6 separate regions of the Mus musculus genome follow, and all the other regions are linked to region 1. A link is a contact called in public HiChIP or PLAC-seq and promoter capture Hi-C data. All regions are on one chromosome and are shown on one strand. Each heading gives the region's core, a stretch centred on a gene start, on an enhancer-like site or on the middle of the called end of the contact. The rest is flanking DNA. Distances are from core to core; before and after follow the strand shown.

What was found. Promoter capture Hi-C pulls out the DNA fragments that hold promoters and counts their contacts. HiChIP or PLAC-seq counts read pairs in DNA pulled down with a chosen protein or histone mark. Capture Hi-C pulls out chosen DNA fragments and counts their contacts.
Region 2: an HNF4G HiChIP or PLAC-seq map of pancreatic cancer cells shows a contact between it and region 1. The contact joins the promoter of 1700016H13Rik here to the promoter of Pkd2 in region 1.
Region 3: a promoter capture Hi-C map of liver shows a contact between it and region 1, with 3 times the contacts expected there. The contact joins the promoter of Gbp4 here to the promoter of Pkd2 in region 1. A contact is called at or near these places in 2 of 9 other capture datasets (adipose tissue and liver).
Region 4: a contact with region 1 is called in a promoter capture Hi-C map of adipose tissue, with 2.8 times the contacts expected there. The contact joins the promoter of Gbp9 here to the promoter of Pkd2 in region 1. A contact is called at or near these places in 2 of 39 promoter capture datasets (pre-B cells and stem cell-derived epiblast-like cells) and 1 of 9 other capture datasets (adipose tissue).
Region 5: a contact with region 1 is called in a promoter capture Hi-C map of stem cell-derived epiblast-like cells, with 3 times the contacts expected there. The contact joins the enhancer-like site here to the promoter of Pkd2 in region 1. A contact is called at or near these places in 2 of 39 promoter capture datasets (the 3T3-L1 cell line and stem cell-derived epiblast-like cells), 1 of 484 Hi-C or Micro-C datasets (the HPC-5 cell line), 1 of 115 datasets of contacts at active chromatin or transcription factors (stem cell-derived neural progenitor cells) and 1 of 9 other capture datasets (embryonic stem cells).
Region 6: a promoter capture Hi-C map of stem cell-derived epiblast-like cells shows a contact between it and region 1, with 5 times the contacts expected there. The contact joins the promoter of Abcg3 here to the promoter of Pkd2 in region 1. A contact is called at or near these places in 12 of 39 promoter capture datasets (the 3T3-L1 cell line, the C10 cell line, the HPC-7 cell line and 7 more) and 1 of 115 datasets of contacts at active chromatin or transcription factors (large pre-B cells).

What each region holds. Positions count from the first base shown.
Region 1 is chr5:104,457,494-104,461,456 of GRCm38.p6, forward strand. It overlaps Pkd2 (polycystin 2, transient receptor potential cation channel), which reads left to right and starts at 1,964. Exons shown (of 15, transcript NM_008861.3): 1 at 1,964-2,732. The coding sequence starts at 2,144.
Region 2 is chr5:103,653,512-103,657,474 of GRCm38.p6, forward strand. It overlaps 1700016H13Rik (RIKEN cDNA 1700016H13 gene), which reads right to left and starts at 2,213. Exons shown (of 4, transcript NM_028824.1): 1 at 1,934-2,213; 2 at 1,411-1,545. The coding sequence starts at 1,475. Gm42138 (a long non-coding RNA gene) reads left to right here and starts at 2,186. Exons shown (of 3, transcript XR_880498.2): 1 at 2,186-2,611.
Region 3 is chr5:105,137,402-105,141,364 of GRCm38.p6, forward strand. It overlaps Gbp4 (guanylate binding protein 4), which reads right to left and starts at 2,185. Exons shown (of 12, transcript NM_001359079.1): 1 at 2,079-2,185; 2 at 1,318-1,416. The coding sequence starts at 1,332.
Region 4 is chr5:105,108,424-105,112,386 of GRCm38.p6, forward strand. Gbp9 (guanylate-binding protein 9) reads right to left here and starts at 1,869. Exons shown (of 11, transcript NM_172777.4): 1 at 1,782-1,869.
Region 5 is chr5:103,929,877-103,933,839 of GRCm38.p6, forward strand. No RefSeq gene overlaps it. Among named protein-coding and RNA genes, the nearest start is that of Klhl8, 21 kb to the left of the region's middle. Within about 2 kb of position 2,120, at least 5 of the 459 cell types and tissues checked have an H3K27ac peak or open chromatin away from gene starts, as enhancers often do. A contact at or near this core is called in embryonic stem cells and stem cell-derived epiblast-like cells, where this site is marked.
Region 6 is chr5:104,980,725-104,984,687 of GRCm38.p6, forward strand. It overlaps Abcg3 (ATP binding cassette subfamily G member 3), which reads right to left and starts at 1,993. Exons shown (of 16, transcript NM_030239.2): 1 at 1,825-1,993.

The DNA of each region.
Region 1 (3,963 bases), core at 714-3,213:
CACTGCAATTATAAAACCCAGGCTACAAGATGCATTTTATGAAAACTCTTTTATCTGAAACATAACTGTTGCTTCTCAAACTTTGGGTGCCCAGAAGCCTACAAGGAGACTCAGAATTCCAGAGCAAAATTCCTAGAATTTCTGAGTCAGTAAGAGTGATGTCGAGGACCCGACGAGTCAATGCATAAAACCTATTTTCTGACCCTGAGTCCGTGCTCCCTCTTCATACGCCCCTCCTCTGGAATATGCCTGCTAAGCAATTTTTCTGTTAGTGCAGCACAGGTGGCTCAGCTCAGAATACTGCTTCTCTAGACACCTCTTACTAGACAGACATCTCACCCTTTCTAGTGGGAGACTTCAGCCTCTTTCTTTTCTTGAGGTCTGGGTCTTTTCTTGAGGCCAGGGTCCTTATTACTCTGCTTAACTTGCTCAATTATTAATTTTACACACAGGAAACGTATAAGAGATTAATGAATAATGATAAGGAGAGTGATAGATGAATGATAGGGAGATCATTCTAGAAAAGCATTGTAGTGCCCACAAAGCCTAAATGAGTCATGTACCCCTCAGATTCATATGTTGAATTCCCAAGCCCTGGCATCTCAGCATATGACTGTATGTGGTCAGAGGTCTTTCTAAAAGTAACTAAATTTAAATCATACTATTAAGGTTGTCTATAACCACTACGATGACAATGATGGTGATGATGACGATGACCACGAAGATGAGGAGGAAGAGGAGGATGAAACATTTAAGGGAGGACAATGGGGAGACACAGGCAAAACGTGCCATATGCAAGCCAAGACAGGCCTCGGAAAAGGTCAACCAACTTTTTTTTTTTTTTTGAGAAAATGTATTTGCATTATTGAACACAGTGTGTGGTAAGTTATTATAACAAGCCTGGCAAACTAATATAGGATCGGACCATGCACATTTGCTAAACTGCAGAAATAAAATATTACCACTTAAGCTAGAATTCCATAGATTCTTTAATGTACCAACATGGCTGACCCCTTATTGCAAACAGTGGAGACATGGAGAATATGGGTGGGTGGGTAGGAGGGAAATGGGGGAGGGATACCACCCATAGGCTCCCAATCCAGTCCTATCCCCAAGGCTAAACAGAGAGAGACCAGTTTAGTATTAGAATGGCAGAAGAGATATGGAAGTGACAGAAATCATTTGCTCTGCTGTGGAATGACAATGTTTGCAGTTAGAGTAAAAAGCATTAGAGAACCCCTTGAGGACAGAAATGACAAGAAGACCCCCGCGGGACTTGACGAGGAGGTGGATGAGGACATCCTATGAGAAGCGTCAGAAGTGAGGGCAGAGATGCACAGATCTTGGCCAGGAATTTAACTTTTAAAAGAGATGGGAAAACCATGGAAAATCGAATTTGGAGTAGGCTTTGCCTGACCCAACTGCTGTCTTAAGTTGGCTGTGCCAGCTGGGGCGTAGCGAGGATGGAGATCTAGACCTAACGCCTGAGGCAGGATTCTGTTACTCAAGGGCTGGCCAGGAGCGGAAATGAGGTAATGGTGGAGGCATCAGAAAGTTCCAAAATCCAACCCTTGGATGCCTCTAGATGTCTGGAGAGTGGAGACAGGAAATCATCCAGTAAACACAGAATCAAGGAGCTGAGGGTCACCAAATGCAAGCCTTGCCGCCTTGGTGATTTCTTTCTGGTTTTTAAACGAAGGGTGGATTTCTTTGCCTTCCCTGAGAATTCAGTTCAAGCTGGATTTCACTAGTTCTTTCTATCCCAACAAAAGATCTCCATCTTTACCCTCCTCCTTGCACCTTTGCAAACCCAGGGGGAGTATGGACAGAGTCTAAGCACTATCTTAAGGTCATGCAGGCATGGACACACCCAGGAGCCCCTTTCCCGACGAGCTGGCTGACCAAGCAAGCTACCCCGTAGGAATGTGGGCACCGATGGGGACCCTGGCTCTACTTGGATCCCTGGCCGCTGGGGCCTTTTCGACGCGCCTAAGTCCAGTCCAGGCGAGGCCAGGGCCCGGGAGGCGGGCCGAGGGGGCGGGCGGAGGCGGGGAGCAGCAGGCCGACTCCGGGAAGAAAAGAACATGGCTCCTGCGGCAGAGGGCGGCGGCACTCCCGGGCGCGCTGGGCGCCAGTGAGCGCCATGGTTAACTCCAGACGCGTGCAGCCGCAGCCGCCCGGGGACGCGGGACGCTCGCCCGCGCCGCGAGCGTCCGGACCCGGGCGCCTGGTGGCGGGAGGCGCCGGCCTAGCTGTCCCCGGCGGCCTCGGGGAGCAGCGGGGCCTGGAGATCGAGATGGAGCGCATCCGGCAGGCGGCCGCTCGGGATCCCCCGGCCGGAGCCTCGGCCTCGCCGTCTCCTCCGCTTTCGTCCTGCTCCAGGCAAGCGTGGAGCCGCGACAACCCGGGCTTTGAGGCAGAGGAGGATGACGACGACGACGAGGTGGAAGGAGAAGAAGGAGGGATGGTGGTAGAGATGGATGTGGAGTGGCGCCCGGGCAGTCGGAGGTCGGCCTCCTCCTCGGCCGTGAGCTCGGTGGGCGCCCGCGGCCGAGGGCTCGGGAGCTACCGCGGCGCGGCTCACCTGAGCGGGAGGCGGCGCCGGCTAGAGGACCAGGGCGCGCAGTGTCCCAGCCCCGCGGGCGGCGGGGACCCGCTGCATCGCCACCTCCCGCTGGAGGGCCAGCCACCCCGAGTGGCCTGGGCAGAGAGGCTGGTGCGAGGGCTGCGAGGTAAGATCCGGACTCTTGGCGTCCAGTGCACGCTTGACAACTGCCTGCGCGCGGGCTCGAACCCCTGTCCTACAAGGGTGGCTGTCTGCTGCGGCTCCACCTCGCATCCTCTGCGTTCCCGCCTCCTTCCAGAGCGCCTTCCCTAACTCCTCTAATTCGGCGCGATTTCCGGTACCCATCACCGAATTTTACTGCGTTCTTGTTGGTGCAAATTCATTGGACGCCTCCCTTCCTCCCTTCCTCTCTCCTTAAGATGCTAGCACATTTTGGAAAACAAAAGCAAGCCGTTAATACCTGGGCTTTTGGAGGACGAAAAGTGAATATTCTAGTACAACTGACAATAGTTGGAACTTTATGCTTGCTAAATGTCACAAATGAGGAACAAGTTTATTCCAGAGCCCAAGCTTTTCCTTTGGTGGCGATGTGTCATGTCCCTTCAGCCATTCTAGTAGGGACCTACAATGTTATCCAAGTTTTGAGACAAATGCCTTTAAACAGGTCATTGTCTGAAGGTTTGGTTGAGAGAGAGGTTGTTGACAGAAATGTGTAGAAACACATTTTTGATCATTTCCAATTCTAGACATTTCTTAAACAGTTGCAAACAAAATTATTATACCTCGCCCGTGTCCCCCCCCCCCCCCCCCCGTGTGTGTGTGTGTGTGTGTGTGTGTGTGTGTGTGTGTGTGTGTGTTTAAAGACTGGAAGCAAGGTCCTTTGCCATTCCAACAAGATGATTGCTTTTCCAGATGGTTAATGTGTCAGCATTCCAACGAGCACGCAACTCTCCACACGGCAAGAAAGGACACGGATTTTCCAATAGCTAGTTAATCTCGTGTTCTTAAAGGTTTGCAGCCGGAGGTATCCAAGTAGAAGAGTTTCACTAACTCTCCCCCACCTAGTTATTTTAACCTCTAGCTTTAAGAGTTCCAGCCCAGGATTTGTTGTTATTTTCCCCTGCAACAGAAACTATCCAGGCAGTGTGAGTTAGGCAGGTCAGGCCTCCATCCAAATCCTGGTCCTACTACTGTTTGACCTTGAGGTTATTATTTAACTGCTCTGATCTTTTAATTTTTAGTTTTTTGTTTTTGTTTTGTTTAGAAAAGAAATAACTAGTACATAGCCCTCGATGTGTTGAAAGAATTAAATGAGAAGACATCTAGAACGGGCAGCGAATCTTTGCTGTGCTATGCTTTGAGAGTATCACAAATGATGAAAGAATATCTGCTTTTAC
Region 2 (3,963 bases), core at 963-3,462, 800 kb before region 1:
TCACAGATGTAGGCATTAAAGCTAAGACACAGTGTGCAGAGATGCCAGGCTTGGAGCTCAGGGTTTCAGACTGGAATGCCCACGTTGTTATACACAGCCTGCCCAAGAGGACAGGAAGCTAAACTGGCCCTTTGTACCAGCCAAAAACGTGCATCTTAAAAACACAGGCACTGTTAGTACATTTGTACACTATAACTGGGTTTTAAGATGGCAGTAGTAAAGGTGTTTTTGAATGACTGAAACTAAAGAAAAATGATACACAGATAATAAATATGTATGTGTATATATAGACACATATCCACACACATATATACAAATGAACCCATTATTTTAGATGCTAACCTAAAACAATACTTTTAGAATGTCTTTAAACAAGGTGACACAGTGCCTCCCAGAACGTAAGCATATGCCTTTGGTTTGATCAACTTAGAAACCTCTCTTTTCTCATTTCAAAGGCTTGCTTCGGTGTGAAGTCTTGCTAGAATTGTCTATTGGCTTTAACTGTCCACTTGACACAGCCAGGAGTGGCCTAAGAAGGGATACTCAACTGAGGGATTTCTCAGATCACAAGGCCTCTGGCCATATCATCTGTGGGGAATGGGGCCCAGCCCGCTGCAGGCTGTGCCACTACCTGGAAGGTGATCTGGGATAAGGCTAGCTGAGCGTAAGCCTGTGAGCTTGCCAGCTAGCAGCGTTTCTCCGTGGTTTCTGCTTCAAGCTTCTGCCCTGCTTTCCTTCAGTGATGACGTGTAATCTAAAAGCATCCTGGAAATGAAGCTGACTAAATCCTTCCCTCCCCTGAGTGCACATTTTAACTTTTCAGATTATTTTATGTAGGTGTTTTGCTTGCATATATGTCTATTTCACGCATGCTTTGTGCCCATTTGGTCCAGAAGGGGGCGACAGATCTAATAAAACCGGAGTTAGGGACGGTTGTGAGCCACCTTGTGGGAGGTTGCAGGAAACCAATCTCAGGTCCTTTGCAAGAGCTCTTAATCCATGAGCTTCGTCTCTAACCCCTGTTCATATATTCTTACAAAAGTACCATTCAGGAAGCTGGAAAGATGGATCACCCATTAAGAGCACAAACAGCTTTTGCAAATAGGACCTAGGTTTGGTTGCCAGCATCTACAGAGAGACGCTGTAACACCTGTAACTTCAATACCAGCGGATCCGACACAGTCTTTTGGTCTTCATGGGCACCTGCTCAAATGCAGTGTGAATACAGAGGCAGGTACAAACAAAATAAAAATAATTTTCAACTAGTCTTTTTAAGACAAAATCTAGATCCATTCAAGTGCTTCCATATACTCCAGTAACAATGCGAACAGAAGTGCCCAGCCCCTGTTGCAAGCTCCAGCCATGGTAATGTGTGTGTGTGTGTGTATGTGTGTGTATGTGTGTACTTACACTTTATAACAGCTGCCCTTCAAAATGGTTTGTACTGTGTTCCTTCTTGGCAAGCCATACGCCATGACAAATGATCACAGTGGTTTCCTTACATAGGAGCCTGATGTAACATCTGCACCGCTGTTTGCACTTTGCCTGAAAGAACAGCGACAGGCCTAATTAACAGCTCTCATTTGAATAGTTTTATGGCCAAATAATCAAAGGCTAGGAGAAAGCATTTAGGGCTGTCAAGAATCATAAACATTCACTGGACCTGAACCATGAACATACGAGCTAGTTCTGTTCATTTCCAGGAAGTCGCTCAATCAGTTCAGTAAGAGTCTAAGGTGAGGGAAAGCCAGGCGAGGGTCATCCGGAGCAAGACTGCAGTTGGTAACCCCCACCCCACCCCCCCCCACCCCCCACCCCCCCCACCCCCGCACCCAGGCACGGTAGGCGGTCATTGAGTACTCCTGAGTCCCGTCGCCTGGTCTCGTAGCTGCGCGCCCTAGTGGTTGTGGTGGGGACAACGACCCAGCCTCACCGGCATGGAACCCCAGGGGTGCGCTGGCTACCTAAGGGCACGGCCCTTTCCTGCTCTCAGTTCCAGACAGAACCGGCTAGGGCGCGGTAGCGAGTGCCGGCCTCGCCCTTCCAGCCCGTGCTGCTCCCGGAACCCCTGTACCCCACAGGTCAGCCGCACCCTGGCCGCGCCCCCGACCCAGGGCAGCTCGCGCTAGGTGCACATGGCCGCGCACTCGCAGCGGCCCAGCCGCCGACTTGCGCCGGCTTGCTTGCTCGTGCTCCTGCTTGCTGGTGCGCCTGATTGCTCAGGTGCGGGGCTCATCAGGCGCTCACCCGGCGCCTACCCTGCGTCACCCGGTGCCTCAATAAAGGGCTTTGTGTGCGCGCGGGGCGCAGATCCAGCCTGCCTAATGGGAGTCACTTCGCCCCAGTGGGTGACAGTCATTGTCCCACGCCCACTCTCGAGGATCCAGCGACAGCTCCGTGTTCCTGTTCATGTAGGCACCTCTTAGGGTCCCAAGCAAACCGTGGCACTATGCGGGAGGGTTTTGCTAGAGTTGTCCCTTGCTAACACCAGGACATTCCCTGTGTCCCTCCGTCGAGCCTAAATGACGTCATAAAGCAAAGAGGCTATCATATGTGTATGTTTCACGGGTTATGAGAACTAAAGACTAGGCCTGAGAGCTTCTAGCCCGAGGTAAGGGTTATATCATTGTGAGTTTAGTATCAACGCTATGAAACAGAGGGTTCTGTTGAGAGGGAAGGAATGAAACTCCTCCATTTATAGTGAATTCAGGGCGAGCTTTTAAGGTTAAATACTCTGATCCCTCTACCTGTCGCTGTTCTTTTCTGTTTTTGTTGAAACAGTCCAGACTGGCCTAGAACCACTATGTAGCCCAGGCTTGCTTCAGACTTGCAGCAAATCTATTTCAGCTTCCCAAGTGCTAGGCTGGAGCTACAGGAAAGTACCATCCGCCCTGCCTAGCAAATTCTCCTAGCGCAAAGAATGAACACACACACGCACACACACACACACACACACACACACACACACACACACACACACACACACACACACGCAGAGCAGGATAGTGATCTATCACTGAGCCTAGAATGTCCCGGAAAACATGTCCGGGCTTCCTCCATTTTCCAAAAGAAAAAGAAAAAATAAAAGTTGTGGGAAGTTACGGGACGAGCTGCATGATGGGATGTCCGCCAGCAACTGCGGAGCTGGCTTATCTGTAGAAGGTACTTCTGTGCCTACAAGAAACTAGAATGTATAGAAGCCCGATTCATTGTGTCTGTAGTCCAAATGGGGAATGTCTGTGCCACAGGGGTGAAGCCCCCCACCATGGATTATGTGACCAGTGTAGGAGAGTTCAGCCCGATTTGATTTCAGTTAGCATAGATGGAGACTGCAATGTGCCCACCAGCCTTAGTTTGGTTCCAAGCACCCGTGTGGTGGCTCACAGCCATCAACAACTCAGACTCCTGGGTGTGCAGCACCCTCTTCTGAACTCCGAAGGCACCAGGCATGCATGGAGTGCACATACATACACAGTCTTGACTGAAACTCCATAGAGACCCAAAGCTAGAACCATCAACTCAACAGCTCCAGGATTTCTGGTTGTTAGAAAATAAAACAGATTTAGAATCTAGTTCAACTGAACCCAGGGGCCATCTGGTTACAATACTCAGCACCAAAGTGGCTCTTGTGGTGGCATATGTGTGCATGCCCAGCATTTGGGAGGTAGAGGCAGGAGGATCAGAATGTTGAGCCTATTCTTAGCCACAGAGCCAATAGTAGACTAAACGACATGAGACCCTGTCTCAACAACAAATATAATGTTCATTGGTTTAATCCATTAACTGTTGGAGTAAAGTTTATACAGCAGATTATATTGCATATACCATGTCTTATTGTGAGAAGAGTACTCTTTATAGAAAAAAAAACTTTTTATTTTATTTTTTAAAAGAAATTCTTTTTTAAAAAAAGATTAATTTATTTATTCATTATATATAAGTAGACTGTAACTGCCTTCAGACACT
Region 3 (3,963 bases), core at 935-3,434, 680 kb after region 1:
GGCTGAAAATATGTAGAAACTGTGAACAATACCACTTAATTACACTGAGATGTGCAGCTGAATAAAAGGTGGGAATTACATGTGTCCTTGTTAGACTTTTTACTGCCTACCTCCACCCTACCTGACACAGGTCCTGTCTGCAGGAAGCAACACAGAGCTTAATTGCAACAGGCCAACCTGGGGCTACCCTGATCTCAGTTTTACCTAACTTGTGTTTCAAGTACGGATTATTTCTTGAACATGAAAACAAAATCTCAACCCGAGCAAATAAATAGAAAAAAAAACAGACTTTCTAAAATTAAGGACTTTTCTGCACCAAAGGATTCTATAAACAGTGTAAAAAGGCAACCCAAAAGTGGGTGAAGACTACTTGTAAATCACATGTTTGATAAAGGGTTACTATCTTCAACAAAATAGCAATACAACTCATCACAGATAACTCATTTCTAAACAGAGAAAATCACTGGGTGCTTATTTCTGCAGAGAAGGCTTACAAACATCCATGAGCACACAAGATCATATTCATTATTGCTAATCACTTTGTACAAAAAAATTTAAATTAAAAAAATTATCTGAAAAAGATAGAATGTACAAACTGTGAAGTACCAGAGTGAATGCTGAAGTGTCTCTGTTCCCATTACAGAATGTATTAGGGAAACATTGGTTGCAAAATGAAGAAACTTTTCATTATATGATTTCTGTTTTGCCATGCTGAGGGACCAGGTGTAAGAGTCTATAGTCACATGATCATGTGTGATTTGGCTTCTTAGAGCTTACTGAGGCTAAGGCTTGCTTTGGGCTAACATATATATTATTTGAAATTACCTGCTTAGTTTTGCTGATCTTTGCAGTTTAAGCACAAACTAGGTTATTTTAAGAGCTACATGGTATTGTTCCTCAATAATTCTTCAGTCCCTGTGACAAACATTGAGGAAGTCCAAATCAAACCACAAGGCATCACTTCATACTCATCAGGACAGCTACCACACAATGGGAAAACAAATCCATGTAACCCAGAATTTAAACAACTCCGGTGTCTGTACTCTGCAGCTAAGAACACAGAATATTTCCTCATGAGAAACAATCCTGGTTTCTAAGACAATGGAAAGTTACATTTGATCTAACAGCTCTTCTTTGATTTCAGCACAAACTAGCAAAAAGGACTTGGATGGACCTTTGATCTTTAATGATCATGGTAGCTGTGTTCACAATACCCACAATGTGGATTAAGCCCAGTTTCCCACCACAATGTGATGGCACACCAAATTGTATATTATTCAGCCAGAGAAGAGAATAAAATTAACTACTGTACACTACCTTGTAGACCTTCATAGACTTAAAGCCAGCCACAGACCTCTGCAGGTCAGACAACACATAACTTGCCTCCCCTCCTCTGCACTCCAGTCCCAGATGAGCCTGAGGACATTATGCCAAGGACAGAGAATGTGTCAATCCCCAGAAGTCACAGATTCCACAACACTGTCTCTCTGCAGCTTAATCCCTTTAATGAGATAAGAAGAGCAGCCCAAACAAAATGCAGAGAGCCCATGTGATCTCTACATCACACACACACACACACACACACACAGACACACAGACACACACACACACACACACACACACACAAACCCTAAACACCAAGACAGAGCTTGACTACTTACTAAACTTAAAAAGATGATGAGGTACAAACTAAGTTTATTTCCAAAAAATATTTGCCAAGGTCAAGTGCTGAATTTTCCGCACAAGGTTCCTACATGTTCCTTTGACAACAGTTGCCTGTGAACCAGGGCAGGAGCTGTTGCTGTGGTCCCAGCTGAGGAAGGACCAGAGCTCTTCCCATAGTGTGTCTAACAGAGCAGGGCAGCCAGCTGTGTCAGGCTACAACTTTGTATCTGTCCTTTGTCAGAGGAAAGAAACTCACCTCCTAGACCTAAAGCCAGCCACAGCCCCCTGCAGACCAGAGAGCACAGAACCTGCCTCCCTTCCCCCTCCCTCAGTTGCCCCTTTGACTTGGAAATCAAGCTGAGGTCCAGACTAAGTTGCTCCTTAAAGAAAGGAAAAGTAAATATTAAATATACCTGGTCCCACAGCACAGGTCCAAGTGCAGTTCTCAGCTGCTGCTGCCTCCTCAGGCTCACTTCTGCTCTCCTCACTTCCTGCTCTCTTTGCTCCTCTTTTATGTGCGCTGACCACACACACACACACACACATACACACACACACACACACACACTCACACAGGATGCAGCAAAAACAAAACTGAAAGTAAAGTAAACCAAGGCATTGTTAACTTGGCCAAGACTGGAAGGGGAGGTCAGAGGATGCTTAGTGTCAGAAAAGTCAGTGAGATACTCTGTTGCAGCCAAGGGACAGCAGGCTTCCACTGTGGAAAGTATTTACATTCTCTTTCTTTGGAACCCATCTCCAGTTTCCTCCAGCCTTCTAGGCACAGATAAAGCACAGTAAACCCAGGCCCCCATCAGTGTAAATGACACAATCTGGGAGGATTGCACGTGTGCTTCTCTCAGGGGAAATTCCAGGTGCTTTTTGAGTGAAGAGCTTTAATGTTTTAAACCTGTGTTTTCTAAAACAGGAACCATCACTGTCCCCTCTCCCTCCCTCCCTCCCTCTCTCTCTCTCTCTCTCTCTCTCTCTCTCTCTCTCTATCTATCTATCTCTATCTCTCTTGCTCAGATAGTCCTCTCTTCCTTTCTTACCCTCTTTCCTTCTCCAGTCCTCTCCCTGCTTCCTCCTCCCTCTCTCTGTTCCCCTTTCTTTGTCTCTACTACCCTCTCAAATTCCACTCTCCATGTCTTAAATAAACTCTATTCTATACTATACAATTGTGTGGCTGGTACTTCAGGAGGAAAGGATGCCTCAGCAGGAGCCCTCAGAGACACCACCTTCCACCTCACCATACCCCGCCTCCACCACACATATCCCTGGCTTCTTTTTTCTTTTTCAGAAAACACAACAGTCCATCTAAAAACTGTTTTCAAAGAAGTAATTAAAGAATAGTAAGTAGGAGTTGTGTTCAGGGTAGAAGCTAAGAAAACTCACTTCTGAGATGGAAGCTTAAAAATGAAAGCTTTATTTTCTGAGCCCTTAGGAAGGCAGCCAGTTTGGGATCTGAACTTTGTCTCTGATGGGAGATTGAATACTATTTGTAAAGGATGAAACACAAAGCGAGGGTGTTGGGTGGGGCTGCAGAGTGATCTATTGTGTTTTCACAGGAAGGATTAAAGAAGGAAGTACCCATTGGAGACTGGGCCATATCCAGGCACCTAGCTTCAGGGTCCTTAATTTACTCTCCTAGACATTTGGTGCAGAACTCAGAGTGATAAAGGGACAAAGGAGCAGGACAGCAGCATGGAGGTAAACTGGTACCTTAATTCTACTTCAGTGAACTCTCCCCCTATTCATCTGTTAGCTCTGCATGGCCACCTATTTGCAGGCCCAGGTAGAACTCACACAAGAGTCCACACCAGGACTGGGAAGAAGTTCATGTCAGCAGGTTCTTGGATGCCACTAAGGCCAGGGGAGTCTCTGGTCTGGAGCTCTTGTCAGTTGAGTGGCACTTCTGAGACAGGATTGAGGGGAGCAGCAGGAGCAGGGCTGCCTCTAACACTTGCTTAAGCCTTTTGTTCACTTCAGCACTCAAGTGAATCTACAAAACATCAGGATAAATCTCTATGATCCTTTGCCTGTGTTTCTCTTCTATATTATATCGAGAAAGAGAAAAAGAGAGAGAGAGGTGTGTGTGTGTGTGAGTGAGCACAGGTGTGCAAATGCACGTATTTGCTGAGGTCTTGAAAAAGTGCCTCTTACTGCTTTGCTATTCTAGCTGACAAGTGAGCCTCAGGGCCTTGCTGTCTCTGACCCCACCCCAGCCTTGGGATGACAGGCACACACTGCCATGCCCAGCTTTTCACTGAAGATCCAAATTGACTTCCCCATGCTTGC
Region 4 (3,963 bases), core at 619-3,118, 650 kb after region 1:
CCTCATATAGCTGTCTCTTGTGAGACTATGTCGGGGCCTAGCAAACACAGAAGTGGATGCTCGCAGTAAGCTATTGGGTGGACCACAGGGCCCCCAATGGAGGAGCTAGAGAAAGTAGCCAAGAAGCTAAAGGGTTCTGCAATTCTATAGGTGGAACAACAATATGAACTAACCAGTACCCCCCTGGAGCTCCTGTCTCTAGTTGCATATGCATCAGAAAATGGCCTAGTCAGCCATCAGTGGAAAGAGAGGCCCATTAGTCGTGCAAACTTTATATGCCTCAGTACAGGGGAACGACAAGGCCAAGAAGTGGATGTGGGTGGGTGGGGGAGTGTGTGGGGGACTTTTGGGATAGCATTGGAAATGGAAATGTAAAAAATACCCAATTTAAGAAGAAAAAAAGATTCTAGAGTCACTTGATGATGTGTGATTTGGCTTCTTATAGCTCAGTGAGGCTGAGGCTTGCTTTGGGTTAACATATATATTTATTTGAAATTGTTTGCTTAGGTTTGCTGATGTTTGCAGGTTTAGCATAAATGAAGTTATTTTAAGAGCTACTTGGTTTTGTTGCTCAATAATTCTTCAGACCCAGTGTTCATTATAACGTGGCTTTGAAAAACAGTGAGGAAGTGCCAATCAAATCACAAAGCATCACTTCATACACACAAGGACAGCTACCACACAAGGCAAAAACAAATACATGTCACCTGGAATTTAAACAACTCAGGTGTCTGTACTCTGCAGCCTAGAACACAGAATATTACCTCACAGGAAACAGTCCTGACTTCTGAGATAATATATAGTTATGTTTGACCTAAAAGCTCTTCTTTGATTACAACATAAACAAACTAGAAAACAAGGACTTGGATGGACCTTTGAGCTGTATTGATCATAGCATCTGTATTTACAATACCCACAATGTGGACACAGCCCAGTCTCCCACCAACAGATCACCAACAGATGCATACATTAACACAGTCTGATAGCATGCACAATAGAATGTTATTCAGCAAAAAAAAAAAAAAAAAAAAAGGAATAAAATTCTACTGCACACTACTTTATAGACCTTCATATACTTAAGGCTATCCATGGACCCTGCAGACCAGACAACACAGTAACCTACCTCCCCTGCCCTGTCTTTAGTCCCACATGAGCATGAAGACATTATGCCAAGAAAAGAGAATGTGCAAAATCCTAAGACGTTAGATACAGGTGACATCACTTAATTCCAGAAACCAGGCTCTCTGCAGCTTAGTTCCATGTGAAATAAGACTAGCAGCCCAAACAAAATGCACATAGCACTACGTGATCTCTACATCTCATACAACATAAACATCAAGAGAGAACTGGACTATTTTCTTACACTTAATTCAAAGTCAGTGAGGTAGGAACTAAGTTATTTCGAGATAGAGGTTTGCCAAGCTCTTGTGCTGAATTTTCCTCACAGGGTTCCTCCACAGAAAGACTTCCCTCTGACTACAGCTGCCTGTGAACCAGGGCAGGAGCTGTAGCTGTGGTCCCAGCTGAGGCAGGACCAGGGCTCTTCCCACAGCTTCTCCAACAGAGCAGGGCAGCCAGCTGTGTCAGGCTACAACTTTGTATCTGTCCTTTGTCAGAGGAAAGAAACTGACCTCTTAGACCTAAAGCCAGCCACAGCCCCCTGCAGACCAGAGAGCTCATAATCTGCCTCCCTTCCCCCTCCCTCAGTTGCCCCTTTGACTTGGAAATCAAGCTGAGGTCCAGACTAAGTTGCTCCTTAAAGAAAGGAAAAGTAAATATACCTGGTCCCACAGCACAGGTCCAAGTGCAGTTCTCAGCTGCTGCTGCCTCCTCAGGCTCACTTCTGCTCTCCTCCCTCCTGCTCTCTTTGTTCCTCTTTTATGTGCGCTGACCACACACACACACACACACACACACACACACACACACACACACACACACACAGGATGCAGCAGAAACAAAACTGAAAGTAAAGTAAGCCAAGGCATTGTTAACTTGGCCAAGACTGGAAGGGGAGGTCAGAGGATGCTTAGTGTCAGAAAAGTCAGTGAGAAACTGTGTTGCAGCCAAGGGACAGCAGGCCTCCACTGTGGAAAGAGTTTACATTCTCTTTCTTTGGAACCCATCTCCAGTTTCCTCAGCCTTCTAGGCACAGATAAAGCACAGTAAACCCAGACCCCTATCAGTGGAAATGACACAATCTGGGAGGATTGCACGTGTGCTTCTCTCAGGGGAAATTCCAGGTGCTTTTTGAGTGAAGAGCTTTAATGTTTTAAACGTGTTTTCTAAAACAGGAACCATAACTGTTGCCATTTCTTTCTGGACTCTGTCCCACAGTTTCCTGACAACAGCGAGCTGGGCATGACTCACTATAAAAAGGGCTGCTTGTCCACTCTGCCCTCTCTCTCTCCCTCTCTCTCTCTCTCTCTCTCTTTCAATCTCTCTCCCTGAGATCTTCCTCTCTTCCTTTCTTACCCTCTTCTTTCTCAAGTCCTCTCCCTGCTTCCTGTCTCCCTCTCTCTGTTCCTCTTTCTCTGTCTCTACTACCCTTTCAAATCCCCTGTCCATGTCCAAAATAAACTCTATTCTATACTATACAATTGTGTGGCTGGTACCTCAGGAGGACAGGATGCCTCAGCATGCCCCCACCCCCCATACCACCTTCCACTTCACCATACCCCACCTCCACCACACATATCCCTGGCTTCTTTTTCTTTTTCAGAAAACACAACAGTTGTTCTGAAAACTGTTTTTAAAGAAGTAATTAAAGAATAGTAAGTAGGAGTTGTGTTCAGGGTAGCAGCTAAGAAAACTCACTTCAGAGGTGGAAGCTTAAAAATGAAGCTTTATTTTCTGAGCTCTTAGGAAGGCAGCCAGTTTGGGATCTGAACTTTGTCCCTGATGGGAGATTGAACACCATTTGTAAAGGATGAAACACAAAGCAGTGGGGAGAGCTGCAGAGTGTGATCCATTGTGTTTTCACAGGAAGGATTAAACAAGGGAGTACCCCTTGGAGACTGGGCCATATCCAGGCACCTAGCTTCAGGGTCCTTAATTTATTCTCCTAGACATTAGGTGCAGAACTCAGAGTGATAAAGGGACAAAGGAGCAGGTCAGCAGCATGGAGGTAAACTGGTACCTTAATTCTACTTCAGTGAACTCTCTCTCTATTCATCATGAATATTATCAAATACCTATTTCTGTATAGAAAGAAACAAAAGTACCAAATAATGTGCGACAATGAAATACTCAATGCACAGTACCACACCAGAATATGACTTAAAAAGGAGACTCACAAATCCTCTGACCTTGACTCCTGGTCCTAAGACTTATACTAGTGAAGATGTAAGAGCAGAAAACATTGAGTTACTGTAGAATGTTTGTACCATGATTGTTGTCAGGTAACTATGCCATAGAATATTTTTTTTAAATACTGGGTGGTCAAAGACAGAACATTTCCATCTGGAGAGTATAAATTTATACTCTGTGGACCTGTTGAAGCTTTCAGCTCTGGCGTTGCCTCCTGAGGATGAGCGAAAGGGAGTTACACTAAGCAGTGGTACAGTGTTTTAGGCCTCGTTTTCATCATTCCTACCCAAGTAAGTACTGCCTCTACCAGTGTGATGGTTTGTATGTGCCAGGCCCAGGGAGTGGTACTGTTAGGAGGTGTGGCCTTGTTGGAGTAGGTGTGGCTTTGTGGGTGTGGCTTTTGGAATGGATGTGCCTTGAAGACCCTCAATCTATCTGTCTGGAAGTCAGTATTCTGCTAACAGGCTTCAGATAAAGATGTAGAATTCTCAGCTCCTCCTTCACCACGCCTACCTGAATGCTGTAATGCTCCCACTTTGATAATGGACTGTAACTCTGAACCTGTAAGCCAGCCTCAAATATATGTTGTCCTTTATAAGACTTGTCTTGGCCATGGTGTCTGTTCACAGCACTAAAACCCTAAGACAGCCTGCA
Region 5 (3,963 bases), core at 870-3,369, 530 kb before region 1:
TTGAAAGCCACAGTTTCATATGATCTTGATTTATCACAGTGTACACCTGTGGCCTCATCCTTGGCCCTGACCTAGAATGAGTGTTTTTCTTGATCATTAATGCATTCAAAGCTTGTTTTACTTTCCTACTGCAATTAGCCCACAACACATGGAGGTTTACAGGGCTCTATTTGCAGCTTTTATTCTATAGGGGACTTGAGAATAGTTGTATCAGTTTAGGAGTTCTATAAAATCTTTATCAGGAATTATGAAACCATCAATTCATCTAAGCATTACTACATGAAAGTTCATCTTCAGATTGATTCTGCAGGAAAAATGCCCAATAGAGTGTTGCAGTAAAACTCTCTATCCCAAGTAGCCCAGGCAATGAAAACAACTCAGGTAATATGAATACATGCTGTGTGCCTAGATTGGGCAGATCTACCGCTACACTACCATCTTCTCCATCTGTGAGACCCCTTAGAACTTGTGGTTTCTCCAGGCCATGTGCTTCTGCTCTGCTTTTCTTCTTCTTCCTCTCCCTCTTCCATTTTCTCCTTCTTCTCCCCCCACCTTCCGTTCACCTTCCCTTTTTTCTGCCCAATCATCAGCTCTCCTTTATTTTACAAATTAAGGTGGTAAGCAGGTTTACAGGAAATCACTTGAGTGCTGACTCATTTCTTGTTCGAAGCCACTCACAGGAGAACGGAATTAACATCAAATATAATTAGCCCCAGGGCTATCCACAATAGGGCTAATACCCAGGAAATCATTAAGCTATGTAATAGAGGCAGAAAAGGCATCTCAGCAGTGAACAGCAATCTTGAATTGAAGTCTCTGGGGTCCTCACACCCATTATAGCCATCGGAAACAATACTGGTATGCAAATTCTTCTTGGTATGCAAAAGTTCTTCATGGTTTAATTTCTGTTTTCCCCGTGAATAGCCAACATGTGTACTGATGGCAAATCTTCAGGTAAATGTGTAAATCTTAATTCTTAACTCTTTTTTTTTTTTTTTTTGCCAAGCCCTGTACTGGAAAGACGTCCAATAACAACTCAAGAAACCCTGCATTGTATTAGTTTCTTCTAGAGAGCAGGGTGAAGGTCCCCTCTACCACCACAGCAGAAGGCTGAGGAGACATGGTAGAAGTTACTGAGAGGTTGTAATAATGTCAGCAGTCTTTATTACAGAAAAACACCCTTGAGTACTGTTGATAGCAGCTAGCTTTGTACTATTGAGTTGCTGAGTCTCTCTCTCTCCCTCCCTCCTCTCCTCCCTCCCTCCCTCCCTCTCTCCCTTCCTCCCTCCCCACCCCTCCCCAAAACTCGTAAAAATAAAAAACTTGCATTTTCTTTTCTGGATGCCTCTGGAGAGAAAGTAAAGGCCATGGTCATTATAAATAGCCTGGAGGCCCCTGGGTCGACCCCAGCGCACTCTCAGAGGACCCCGAGTCACCCCTAGTGCACTCTGACAGGCCCCTGGAAAGGGCAGGGAGACTTATTCACTCACGGCATTAAGAAAAACTGGACCACACTTGTTATTTATCTTATTTTGAAACATAGCTTCTCAATGTAATCTTGGCTGCCCTGGAACTCACTGTGTAGACCAGGCTGGCCTCCAGCTCACAGACATTCACCTGCCTCCCCCCATGCCCCACCAGTGCTGGCATTGAATGTGTCCACCACCATGCCAGGTTATTTATTTTCTTGATGACAGTGTTCTAAGTGAAGTGAGATGGAATCTACTTTTGATTTGCATTTCCCTGATAGCTAAGTGCTGCAAACTAACCCCCCTTTGGGTCTCTTATCTGCGAGGAATGGGTCTCTGGTTGCAGGTGGGTGAAGGAGTCAGCGAATGACAAACAAAGATGACATGAGAGAGCATGTTGAATCTGAGTGTAGTTTGTCAAATCGAGCATCAAACTTTTTATACAGAAGAATAACAAGAAACCAGGAGAACACATCCGCTAAGTTACAGTGACAGAAAACAAAAGGAATGTATACATCAAAAAATGGCAGGGACCAGGCCTCCAGAAAACAAAAGGAATGTATACATCAAAAAATGGCAGGGACCAGGCCTCATTTACCACTAAGAAGGGAGCCAGTTGTAATGCTAGTCTATTGTTAAGCCCACCACCAGGGGTTCTTAGTAAATGCCTGATCATGCTGTTCCTTTGGGCCTAGTGAAGAAACCTGTCTCAGGAGGATTCCCTAACTCTTTTATGGTAAACCCACCTATTAGCTAGGCCATTGTGTATTCCCTTGTTTGGGTGAGACTGGCTACTGTCCTAAGTAATCACTCTGCAGACTATCCTGGAGCTATTCTAGCTCTGTTCTTTGTAATGCCTAATTAGTTTCACTGTCTCTACTAGAAGTAAATTTGAATGTTACTGAATAGGTAAACTTCTCACTGAATTCCTACTGAATTCCAAGCTCCTCAGCTTCAAGGATTTTCTAGGATGCTGGAACACTGGTGGAGGCTCACCTATATTAAAATTCAATCTTTAAAGTCACTTATAATAAAACAATACTGAAAGAGAGCATACACTATACTAATGCGGGGATAGGGTTTGAGTATACAGGTTATGAGAATGCCAAGGTTTCAGGAGGTTGAGTTTCCTTAAAACTCTTTGCCTCGTGAGTGCTTCCAGGCCTCTCCGCCTGTCAAGCAGACTTCACTGGAGTGGGCATAGCAGCTAAGGATGTTGAACTTTCCCCCATGTTTATGACTGTTTATACTTCTTTTAATAACTTTTTGATCAATTCATTTGCCAACCTATTGATTGGATTATTTGTATTTTTTATTCTTTTATTGTTTATATACTCTGGATACTAGCTCCAATCAAATGAATAGTTAAGTTTTCCCCACTGCGTGAGGCTCTCTTTGCTTTGATAATTGTTGTTTCTGTCTTGAACTATTAGACATCTATTCAGGAACTTCTTGGATACCTATGTCTGTACCTTGAAGTGTTTTCTCCCCCAGTTTCAAGATCAGTTGTTACATTAAGGTCTTTGATCCATTTTGAACTTATTTTGTGTAGGCGAGGAGATAAGAATCTGTTTTCCGTTTTTCTACATGCTAATTAATTAATTGATTGATTTAATATACACTAAATTTTCCTAGCGCCGTTTTCTCCAAAGTATGCTGTAGTGATATCAGTCATTTCCAGGGGCCCTCTGTCACCATCCACAGCTCACTGGGTCTGTTTTTGGACCAGTGCCATGCTGGTCTTGTTGTTATGGCTTTGTGGTATAATTTAAAATAAGTATTATGATTCCTCCAGCATTGTTCATGACGATGCATGGGTTAGTAGGGTGCCCATTGCTGCGATAAAGCACTCATGACCAGAGAACAAGTTGGGAGAAAACAGGTTTGTTTCATCCTACAGCTTATAGACCATCATCCAGGGAAGCTGGGGCAGGAACTTACAGCAGGAGCTGGAGTCAGGAGCTGATGCAGAGGCCAGGGAGCAGTGCCACTTACTGCCTTGCTCCTCGCAACTTTCTCAGCCTGCTTTCTTATAGCATTCAGGACCAGCATCCAAGGTGTGGCCCCACCTACACTGGGCTGGACTCTCCCACATCAGTCATCACTCAAGAGAATGCATCACGACAAAAAATGTGGTACATTTACACAATGGAGTACTACTCAGCTATTACAAAGAATGAATTTATGAAATTCCTAGGCAAATGGTTGGACTTGGAGGGCATCATCCTGAGTGAGGTAACCCAATCACAAAAGAACTCACACGATATGCACTCACTGATAAGTGGATATTAGCCCAGAAACTTAGAATACCCAAGATACAAGATACAATTTGCAAAACACATGAAACTCAAGAAGAACGAAGATCAAAGTGTGGACACTTTGCCCCTTCTTAGAATTGGGAACAAAACACCCATGGAAGGAGTTACAGAGACAAAGTTTGGAGCTGAGACAAAAGGATGAACCATCTAGAGACTGCCATATCCAGGGATCCATC
Region 6 (3,963 bases), core at 743-3,242, 520 kb after region 1:
TAATAAAAAAGTTCTTCTTTGGTCTCTCAGTCATATCCTGCAGGTCATGCAAGATGAGGTCATCATAATTTTTTAATTAATTATTTTGTTCATTTATACCCAAATGTTACCTCCTCCTGGTCTCCCCTCCCAGAGTTGTTCACCTCATGCCCCTACCCCTCTGCATGGCTGTCCTCTGAGAGGCTCTACCAGCAGAGCTGACTGAGACAGATGCAGATACTTACAGCCAACCCTTGGACTAAGGTCAGGGACCTCTATGAAAGAGTTAAGGGATGGATTGAAAAAGCTGAAGGGACAGAAGAATGGATACAGAAAATGTGGTATATTTACACAATGGAGTAATTAAGTAATTCTAATTAAGCAGCTCATTCTAAGCCTTCCTACTTCAAACAGTTTTTAACTACAACTAAATTTAAATAAAAAATAGTCAACAAACTGTCTGTGATGACAGGAAAATTGTGCTGAACTGATCATAGCTTTCATGTACTGAATGTCACATGGTGCCCCAAAGTATATGCAATGCGACTACAAGGTAAGTATTTACCAAATACTTCCAGAACATGAGACTTGCCTAACTGCATAGGACATCTCAGTTTGTCTTTAGGTAAGACCTGTCTGTACCACACAGGGTAAGGAAAATGACAGCCACAGTTTACCCTGGCATGAGTGCTGCTGCTGGCATCATGGGATGGTTCGTAGCATAGTCTTCCTTTGAGTCTCTTCTACATCCCAAATTAACACATGCAAGAACGTTCCCTCAAAGGCAAACTGGCAAAAGCCTCTCTGAAAAGCAATGCGCTTCCCTTATTGTTCTTGAGCTGTGGGGCTGAGCAACCCCTTCTTGTTATGGTCACAGGAAAGCAACTTAAGGGGCCAGAGATATGGCTCGGCAATTAAGAGCACATACTCTTCCTATTCTGAGCGCCTGCATAATGCAGGGAGGGACTTACAACACCTACAACGCCAGATCCAGAGGCTTCAGGGCCCTCACAGGCCTCTGTGGGCTCCAGACATGCAAGCAGAGCACCTGCATACATGTAACAAACAAACAAAACAAAACAAAAACAAATCAATCATCTAAAAATGCAACTTTCACCTTGGAGGGTCCCTCAGTGCACTGGGCCCCTTCTGATCTCTCCATGTCCATGGCTTCTGGAAGCCCTCCATTCTAGTTTGCATTTTATTTCTGCTTATGATATTTCTTCTCTTCTCAAATGCTACACGGATGCTCAACCACGGTACATGCAAAAATACGTTCTGCATGTGTTTGTGTCTTAGTGCACATTGATGCAAGAGAACACACTAAGTTGGCGAGGCACATGTTAACACCCTAAGGAGTGACCACACTTCTAGTATTAGGGAAGAAAATAAAACAGATTATAGATACACAATCCACTAAAAGGTTTGCAGTCTAATAATTCTGGTCTTTAACTTTTCTGTCTGTTGAAACCTTTTCTGAACTATCTGAGGAAGAGTCGCAAGAAGTTGGTAAATATCTGTATATCGAATTAGAGATTGCCTGACAAATTTCATATCATGGGATAAAGAAAAAATTATAAACTGCCCAGCTCCCTTAAAGTAACGGTGTTAACAAATATCTCATGCACTTCTGGTATCTCTGCTACCAGTAAAACTTTTACCTGCCCAACACCAACTGTGTTTGCCTTCATACATTTGGCAATCAAAAGTTGTACACTGCTAACCCACCCAAACAGAGACCCTCTATGAACCAAGTTGCTTTGCATTTCACAGTTGCAAATGAAGCTGCAGTGGGTTTCCCAGCCCTCTCTTGCACTCTTCTGCATCCTGCTCACCCACACTCACCACTGTGAGATAATGCAGGGGCTCAGGTTGCTACTTGCACAGGAAGATTTGCAGCTCGGGTCTTTGGAAGGTGCAAGAGGCTCTGGCTTCTGCTCTGCAGAGCTCTTGGAGCCTCTGTGGTCGTGGTCAGGAGCAGGGAACCCGAAGAGAGCAGAGGAAGTAGCAGGCAGTGGGGCGGAAGGGAGGGTGGGGCGCGACATGGGGAAGATGCAATCAGGGGAGCCCTGGGGCTGGGGCCCCCTTTGGGACAGGTGCGGGGCCAAGCCATGGGGAAAGGGGCAGGGGCGAGTCCTGGTGCAGGGGCGGGAAGGGGGGAGTCTCTGTGGGGCGTGGTTGGAGTGGCGTCTTGGGGTGAGGGCTCACCTAGGGGTTCAGCCAGATCCGGAAACCTGGGCAAACTTTTTGCCCTAATTCAGGCTCACATTGGACTCTGAGAAGCCAGCATCCAGGAAAAGACAAAGCGAAAGTAACAGTTTCTGTGGTGTGTTTTGAATTTTTTTTGTTTTTTGTTTTTGAATTTTGTTTTGTTTTGTTTAACAAATGGGATAAAATAAACAGGAGATGAATATATGCTTATCACAGAACAGGACAAACAATGGGTCAGGACGACAAAGGATATGTTTTGTTAAGTGCCCATGCTTTTAATATAATTTGATTTATAGCTTCTTTTTATAACTGAAGAGACCAATTAAGAAATAATTCAGTGTTTACGATTGTAATCCCTATAATCGAGAGGCTGGGACAGGAGGTTGGGAGTTTGTGTGCCAGGCCTAAACATCGAACTCTATCTGAAAAAGAGCAAGAAGAGGGCACAGTGATTAAGTATGGACTGTTTACTTGGGTCAGACTGCTCTGTGTGTGTGTGTGCGTGTGCGTGTGCGTGTATAGCATTGGACGAACCTTAAGCCAATGTTGAAGTCATCCAAGTAAAATTTCAGTACTCAAGACGTTTTTAACATTCAAGCATGGATTAAGAAGGGACATTAAGTCGGCGCCCGACTCCCAGCCCCACCCTACCCCGCCCGGTTCTACAGTTTTAGCTTCTAGATGTGGCCACCTGTCCTGAAATGAAGGAGATGGTTGTACCTCAAACCTGACTAAAATCTCTCTTGTAAGTCTGTGTATGACTTCCACACCCGGTGCCTGCGGAGGCCAGAGAGATCTCTAGATCCCCGGGAACTAGAGTTACGAATGGCTGTGACCGCCCATGTCCCAGATCCTCAGGAAAGAACAGCAAGTGCTCTATACCATGGAGCCATCTCTCCAGCCATGGCTGAGAGCTTTGAGACTCAATTACAAGCCTACATTTTCTGGTTTGGTAGGAAGACAGTATCATTAAGTGAATCCTCTCGCTTTCTGGGAATAACTACTAAATGGAAGTTTGCCGGTTGTGACGGTGAGGTACTAAGGATCTGTGTGGTGTACGTGTGTGATGTAGGTGTGTACACATGCTGGAACATGTCTTTTCTGGTCTTGTCTATTTGGTGTTCTGTGTGCTTCTTGTGCCTTCTCTTAGTCTTAGGGAAGCTTTTGCCTATGATCCTGTTAGTCTGTTCTATTCCTCTGACTTGGGCTTCTTCTCCCTTACCTGGGCCTGTAATCGAAAGGCTCATTTTGTCTATGTTGTCCCACATTTCCTGGGTGTTCCTTTCCCGTGTTATTTTCTTCTCCATATTCCTTGATTATTTGCTCTAGATCTCTGCTTTAACTTTGAGTTCTGATTTTCTTTTTTCTTTCCTTTTTGTTTTTGTTTTTGCTTTTCGAGACAGGGTTTCTCTGTATAGCCCTGGCTGTCCTGGAACTCACTTTGTAGACCAGACTGGCCTCGAACTCAGAAATCCGCCTGCCTCTGCATCCTGAGTGCTGGGATTAAAGGCCTGTGCCACCATGCCCAGCTGAGTCGAGATTTTCCATGCGTCAAGGTTTCCTGTGGGTTCTAGCTGAGTTACTGGACTCTCCCTCTCCATCTCAGCTTGAGTCCTCCTCAGTGTTTCTGTCTCCTCATGGAGTTCCATCCTCAAGACCGGGCCTGTCTTCATCATTTCCTTCAGCCTGGTGTGTGTTCTCTCAGGCATCACTCGGGCACATAGACTCTTTCTCCTTGATTCACTGAGCTGTTTCTTTGCATCCTCTTTAAAC